Regions from separate parts of the Sus scrofa genome. Here region 1 is linked to region 2. The links are chromatin contacts, called in public promoter capture Hi-C maps. All regions are on one chromosome and are shown on one strand. The core of a region is the stretch at or near the end of the contact, and the rest is flanking DNA. Distances in the headings are between cores, read along the strand shown.

Region 1 (3,911 bases), core at 102-2,601, 990 kb before region 2:
GATCATCTGAGATGTGCATGTGTGTACATGGTATTTCTTTTTTATTTCTATGGGTCTACACATATGCCTTGCAAATGAAATGCTTTTGAATCCTGTTAAGGTATCTTGGTGTATATTAACTAACTCATAGACCAAAATAGCTAATGTCTTGACAGTTTTTTATTTATTGGGAAGTTCAGGGAATAAGGCTTTCTTTGGGGAAGGGTGGGTTATCGTCTCATTTAAGGTTTTTTGCAGATCCCTCAGGGGAAACATGCAGTGCAGAAAACTAAGCTGCTGTTCCATTTTTCTTTGTGTTCCAGATTACATTTTAATAATTTTTCTACTTCAGGTTGAATAGAAAATAACAATATATAGTTATATAAATGGAGACTTGCACAGCTGATTAGCCATTATTATATTTCCTGAATTTTTAAAATTTTAAGAGATTTTTAGGAAAGAACTCATACTGTGGTAGATTTTCTTTTTAAGAAGCAAAAGCATTATGTTACTAATACTCCAGTTGAGAAGAAGATAAATATATTTTGTTTCGTGAATTACTTTGGGAGAAGTCTTCATTTCAAACCAAACTAAATTTTAAGAAAATGAGGGCTTAGCTGTTTATCTTGCATTTTCTCTCACTCTTTGTCTCTTTAACTGAATTTGTATCTAGAATTATGAAACGAATGATTATAGACTAGTCTGGCTTGGGTATTTTTGTTTTTTGTTTGTTTGGCTTCAAGACATTAAAAAAACTGGAATGTGATGTTTTATTCTCTATTACCGTTAAAGGCTTTAGCAGGTAGAGTAGAAAGAAAACATCTGCATGCTGCTGAGTCTCAGTGTTCTGTTTCCCTTCTCATTTTCTGCTTAGTTTATGTGGCTATACCAGTGGTCTTAACGACCACATAAACGGGAAATTTGCCCCATGAGCCACAACCTGTGATAGCCGGAGCGCCTAGTGATGGTATGTAATTCCTGCCAGGTTTTGTTAGGATCTTTTTAAGCCCATGGCACGATGAGTAGATTTTAAAGATTCATTTACGGGGTGTGCGTGTGTGTGTGTGTACACACACACAACATACATACACACACGATGTAGAAACAACTACCATAACTGCTGTAAAATAAAACATGTTGGTTGGAAATTGTGTGTAGCTTCTGCTAAAGTATGTGAACATTGGAGACATAACATATTTAGCGTCTCCCGGCAAACAGATGAAGGTAGTAATAACAGATTCATAAGATGGTTTTAGTCACGTTCTTCCATCAGACACGAGCCAGCCGAGAAGCAAATAAATCAGTTGCTCGTAGGAGTACACAGTGGAGTGAAACTCCGGGTGGAGGCAGTTTCCCATCTCCCAGGGAAATTTGGCTCACAGGGTGGCGGGGATTAAGCAGTGCCGGGATGGTTTGCAACTGAAGCGGTGCTGTTGAGTGATACATTTTGATAGAGTAGCTTAAAGTTTTGAAGGGGTAACATATTGAGGGAAAATTTCCTGTGGAAGAGAATTCAGGAAGACCAGACCCAGCTCATTTCTGCCTTGTTAATTACCTCGAGAGGCATCCCCCTCCACTTGCGATGGAGATTTTTCAAGCCCCGTTTCTCTCCAGCCAGCTATAGGATAAGAGTGGACAAAAAAGTTGGCTTTGTTTCTATTTTATGCACAGCCAGACTTGCTCTTATGTTTGTAATATTTAAAGGAGTTCAATAGGAGGCCCTTGATTCTTTGATCTAATGCCACAGTGCTGTTTAACGAGAAAGGTTTTTAATATTGTGTGCGATATTGAAAATTTCTGCCAGCTCAGACTAATAAATATAATGTGAGATTTACACCTTGGATCCCTTCTTTTATTTCTCGTCCTGAATCTGCTCTGCCCACCCGCCTCCCCGGCTGAAACAGGTAATTACAAAGGTCCTCAGATCAATTTTTGTAAAGGGGCACCCTGACGGGTACCATGACTGAAGTGTGACATGAGCCTTTTCCAATACAATGGGTGGCCTAACATTCCTCTGGACGCCCAAGCTCATTAAATATTCGGTTCCTTTTTTCCCCCCCTCTCCCCCCGCCATGCACTTAGCTTGAGTCGCACTAAGTCTGGGGTTTCTTCATTGAAGACTTAGGAAAATTGCTTCGAGTTCTCAGATTGAATTTTTTATGTGTATGACTTCATGATAGCATTAGCATGTGCTTTGATCCATGTGTGAATGGCGCTGGGTCGGCGCTTATTGCCATATCCAGATGGTGTTACAGGGAACAAACAGTTGTGTTTTAGGATTTCTCAATAGACTGTCTAGACTGGCCGTGCAGCAGACAGATACAGCCACCCATCAAATTAGCGTTTGTCAGATTTATGGTAATGGTTCACCAAAGCCTTCCTGTCATTGACATTAAGATTTACGCCTCCAAAGTTATTTTGTCTTCCACAGAATATAGCTTGTGATTGCTCGGATTTAAAAAAAAAAAAAAAAAAAAAAGTTTAAGACAGAAAAGTCTTGCTGAATGTGAGCTGTTTCTGAATGAGGAGGAAAATATAAAAGGAATTCAACAGTGTCTGCAGCTCAGGGGCTGTATTGATTAGGGAAAGGCACCCTCCCCACCCCCACCCCTCCCCACCCTCAAGTGATAAGAAGGATGTTCTGTTCAGGTTGGTGTCTCCCATTTGCCCTTGTTGGAAAGAAAAACATGTATGTGGGTGACTCTAGCCAGATTTTGCCCTTTCATGTTGTTACTCTGCAGTAACGTGATCTGCTGTCCCAACGCGGTGGGAATAACCTTTTGACAGGCAGTATGTCCATTCTTGGTGGAAATGTTTTCCCAAGTCTGGTCAGGCTGCCTTTGATCCTACCTCCTTCCAATGTGGGGTCACAGCTACTATGCTATGCTAGAGTCACCGGTTCCTGCGTGGAAAGTGAGAGACATGAGGGTTTAGAATAAATAAATAAATATGACCCAAACCCTCTGAAAGTCTCAATCACTGATGTTAGGGAGCTGGAAGGACGGAAATGCCCACATGGAGCGTGCGGGACATTTCAGGTTAAGCTTCGTGTGTGTCTTTTTGCATAAACGGGTTAAGCGATGGCTTTTGCACATTTTCATCCGAAGCCCTGAGAGTAGTGAGGGCTGATCCCATCCCAGACATGCCAAGGCATGTCTGAAAATGTGTTTTCTTATTGTATGTTGGTGTAAATGACAAATGGTGAAGAGTCTGGGGGTTGATTAAAACGCCGAGACGGCCATGGCAGACAATATATAGGGAAGAAGGCTTTGCAGAGGTGAAAAGCTCCAGCATTTTTCAAAGGAAGTTCTTTCATCTGTCTGAGAATGGGCATTTGGGGAAACCCCTGCTAACCCCTTTGGTATGTCAGGATTGAGAACTGCTGCCTGTTCTATTACAGGACAGAATCCTCACAGAATTCTCACTTGCAGGCTATCTCTTATCTACTCTGGTGGCAGGCGAGATGTGATACCCATTACGGAATAGAGCATTCCTATTAAGTCAGTACTGGACTGAAGGCTTCCTGCTAACCTCCAGTAGCCCTGCATCTCTGTGGTGGTAGTTTTCCCCTCCCTCCCTTCTTCGCTCCTCTACCTCCTTGGTTCTTGCCACATAGTAATGACTTGATAGAGTCGGTGGGGCTCTTGGTAAAGCATTTTTGCTCATATATGTGTTTAAATTTAGTGATGTGTATTTTATCCGTTTTAACAAAAATGATATAATTAGCACCCAAATAAATTACACAGCAACAGATGCCATGCTCTGCAGAACCGTAAAGTAATGGCATTTTCAGTTTTGCCCATTTACACGTCTTTAAATTGCCGAATTAAATGCCCCCAATAAAAATCTTTTTCTATATTACTTTGAGTATTTGAGCATTCACTTAGTTTGTATTGTATTTTTTAAAATGAATTATGACCAATTTATTAAAA
Region 2 (3,465 bases), core at 162-2,661:
TGCAAGAACGATTAACAGACTTGATTCAGTGTTTTGTTAACTACATGTTCCAATTTGAGGCAGTTTAAAAAAAATATTCTGATGTCACATTTTATTCCATAATCCCACATTTGTTTTTGTTGTGTATTTAAATGGATTAAAATCTCACCTCCAGCTTTTTTTTTTTTTAACCATTAAGTTCCTTAGGACTGAGTTTTAAAGTTTGATTAACGCTCTCAATTGACTGGATTTTTACCCAGGGAGATTTTTAAAGAAGGGCTTTTCATTATTGTATTTTTTTGAACTTTTGCAGATTTAGGAGTGTCAAGCATTGGCCTTTATCAACACTAGTTTGGCTGTATGTAATATTTTGGATCATGAGTTTGTGCTCAGCATTTTTTAGATATTGCACCTCACCATCCTCTGGCATAAGATGTCTCAGACAAGTCTAAGCTCAGTGTTAACATTCGTTTGTTTTACTACCTGGATGTGAACATGTCTTTATTCTTGATGTTTAGCAATTTTTTCCAGAATATACGTTGGTATTTCTCCTGCCATGGGCTACAACTTGATATTTCCAGCCTCATATCCAACTACTTCCTTACACGCCACCCTGCCTCATTATGCTAGTTTATATGCCTCTGGCTTGGTACAGGGTACCTCCCTCTCCCACTCTGCTCTTGGCTGCTGCTCATTACAGCAGATTTAGCTCAAGCATTTCCCTCCAAGAGGACTTGCTGGAGAACACTCCTCAGGTGATGGTTCACTCTCCCCCTCCACGAACATGTACCCCTAGTGTTACATTTGGTGTACTGAGTTACCATCGCTGGCTTATGACTATCTCACCTCCAGAACTGTGAGCTCCAAGGGCCGCCAATTTATATCCACATAACTACGTAATTTAAAAGAGGTCTTGGTAAAAAGTTGGAGACGTTAGATGTAGTGTGCGGACAAATTAAGCAGCTAGTAAACAGGAAAAGTGTAAATTTGATACAGTTCGAATGTCAAGATACGCTGAATGCTTTAAGTCTTTATGAAACAGTAATCATAAACCAGAAGGCAGAGTAGATATAAAACATCAGAACCCTACAGGTGAGTGAACTGAAAAGCCGAACTTGCTTAACTCATTTAGCAGGTATCTACGAAAGTTCGGGGGCTGCTCTCTCGCACCTCGGACTCTCGTCCTATGAGAAAGGCATGAGTTGTCAGCTCTTTTCCCACTTAGCGACACGCATAGCTTTCGCTCAGCACCACTGCCCATCCACAAGAGAACGGATACCAAGCATTTCGCTGGGCGGTCGGCGGCACCAGCGCCACGGGGAGGACAGCGGGGCGGAGCTAGCTCTGCGCATGCCCTGCTAGAGCGGAAGGGGTCAGCAGGTTGCGCCTGCGCACTCTGTAGACTAGGCGCCTCCGCCTCCGCGGCCAGGGTACCAGGCGAGGGTTTCTTGGCGGAATGGTGCCACGGTGCCAGGTAAGGGTGGAGAGCACTTTGAGAAGTGTCTTTCCTTGCTCCTCCCCTCCACAGACCTGGCCCTGCTCAGCCAGACCCCGGCGACTGCCACCGCCGCACTGGCCCCTCCTGGCTTCAGAGGCTTTGTTCTGGCCTTCTCAAGGAAGGTCAAGTCCATTGCGCGAACTCTTGTTGCGTGACGGTGTGGAAGACCAGCTGGTTTCTAAAGGCACCAGCTATCTTTGCCCTTCCTTGTCAGATTGTTCGTTTTTAAGAAATCGAATTTTCAATTAAAAAAGAAATGCACTTAACTAAGCCTTCTATGATGAAATCTGTGTTTTTGCCAACCCTCTGATTATTTGGTAGAGAATAATTTGCTCTGAGTGACAGGTGGGTTATTTTATGTGGTCGGATCCCTTAGATATATCAGGCTGCTTGCATAGGTTTGTCCTAGAAAATAACCAGTTAATCCTGTATTTCAGACCCATCTGCTTTTGTAAATATCAGGGTTTGTATGTTGCATAACTTAATCCTGAACAGCTGGGTTCAGTGTAATGTAGACTGGAATCAAAGGTCACATGACAACCATGAAATATATATCTTGCACTTATTTGGTTACTTATTTTGTGTAATTCATCTAGACTCAGACATTTGTTCATTGCTTAAGTATTTATAAAAGGTGCTGTAATTTTATGTCAGTTAAAGACCTAACTTCATGGTTTCTAAGAAGATATTGTTAGGATTTTAGTTGTGGCACACATACATTTATAGAACTAAAAAGCATCTGGAAATTAGAATTTTACTAAAAACAAAAATTTTTCAAAATTTGAACTTGTAGATATACTGAAATTTTTGTGGGCACTTAATTTTCTCTAACTTATATAAAGTCTATTTGGTTAAAGTAGTAAATAAAACAAACAAACAGAAAAAACCAGTCATGGACAGCTAGGAAAGAACTACGAGTTGTTATAGTTAAAAATATTTTCTTTCTTTTCAGGTTGAAGTGTTGTATTTTGCAAAAAGTGCTGAAATAGCAGGAATTCGCTCAGAGACCATTTCTGTGCCACAAGAAATAAAAGCATTGCAGCTGTGGAATGAGATAGAAACTCGCCATCCTGGGTAGTTAAAATTTTATAGAATGTATATGATTAGCACTTTTAAAATTTAAAAATGTGTGAGTAAATGATAAAAGTAAATTTTGATTTCCATGCTTAATGTCAAGAGGATCATTAGTTGTATTTTTCTGGAGTTACTTTTGAAAAGTTAAGTTCTAATATTTAAAAACACAAGATTTCTTCAGAAAGTTTAAAGATATTTTACTGAAAAAACATAGTGAGTTGGAATACTCCCAAAAGGACATGATTATATTTGTTTTTAAAATTTACAAGATACTGAAAATGAATATTCTACATTTTTATAACGTTAAGTGAAAATGTTATAAATTCTGTTAAAAATGTGTGCTTTAAACTTTTTTGTCCCACCCTGTTTTTAGAGAGCTCAAGATAGAAATTTCTAAGATTCAAAGAAAAAGAACAAACATTAGGTGCTGCTGAATTTGAATTTTTGCAATATTTGATTTTTTTTTTATGGCTCTTGAAAACGTACAGTTTTACTGCTATTGGTTTTTTTGAAACAAAATATATAAAGGTAGCTTATGTGAACGTGTTTCAGGAATATTATTAGAGTCACTTAAGTCCGAGTGGATGTTTAACTTGGAAGTCTTAGTACAGTGTAAAAGGTAATTTGCAGTGTATGTTCAAAAAGAAAATTATTCCTTCTTGATTTCATATCCAAGTTTTTAAGGTGCCCTGACAATTGATGAAACATGAGGCCTCTGTCCCACTACTTGTGTACTTAGGTGAAAAGTTCCTGGGGAGGGCATGTGCTGATTAAGAAATTTTCCTTTTTTTTTTTTTTTTTTTTTTTGTCTTTTTGCCTTTTCTAGGGCCGCTCCTGCAGCATATGGAGGTTCCCAGGCTAGGGGTCTAATCGGAACTGTAGCCACCAGCCTACGCCAAAGCCACAGCAAGGCA

What was found. Promoter capture Hi-C pulls out the DNA fragments that hold promoters and counts their contacts.
Region 1: a contact with region 2 is called in a promoter capture Hi-C map of fetal skeletal muscle, with 14 times the contacts expected there. The contact joins the enhancer-like site here to the promoter of MOCS2 in region 2. A contact is called at or near these places in 3 of 5 promoter capture datasets (fetal liver, fetal skeletal muscle and liver), 21 of 47 Hi-C or Micro-C datasets (adipocytes, alveolar macrophages, brain and 14 more) and 2 of 2 datasets of contacts at active chromatin or transcription factors (alveolar macrophages and skeletal muscle).

What each region holds. Positions count from the first base shown.
Region 1 is chr16:33,452,056-33,455,966 of Sscrofa11.1, reverse strand. The region is part of intron 1 of ARL15 (ADP-ribosylation factor-like protein 15); the gene reads left to right. Among named protein-coding and RNA genes, the nearest start is that of ARL15, 120 kb to the left of the region's middle. Within about 2 kb of position 1,351, at least 6 of the 83 cell types and tissues checked have an H3K27ac peak or open chromatin away from gene starts, as enhancers often do. A contact at or near this core is called in fetal skeletal muscle and skeletal muscle, where this site is marked.
Region 2 is chr16:32,460,237-32,463,701 of Sscrofa11.1, reverse strand. MOCS2 (molybdenum cofactor synthesis 2) reads left to right here and starts at 1,411. Exons shown (of 7, transcript NM_001244725.1): 1 at 1,411-1,453; 2 at 2,430-2,551.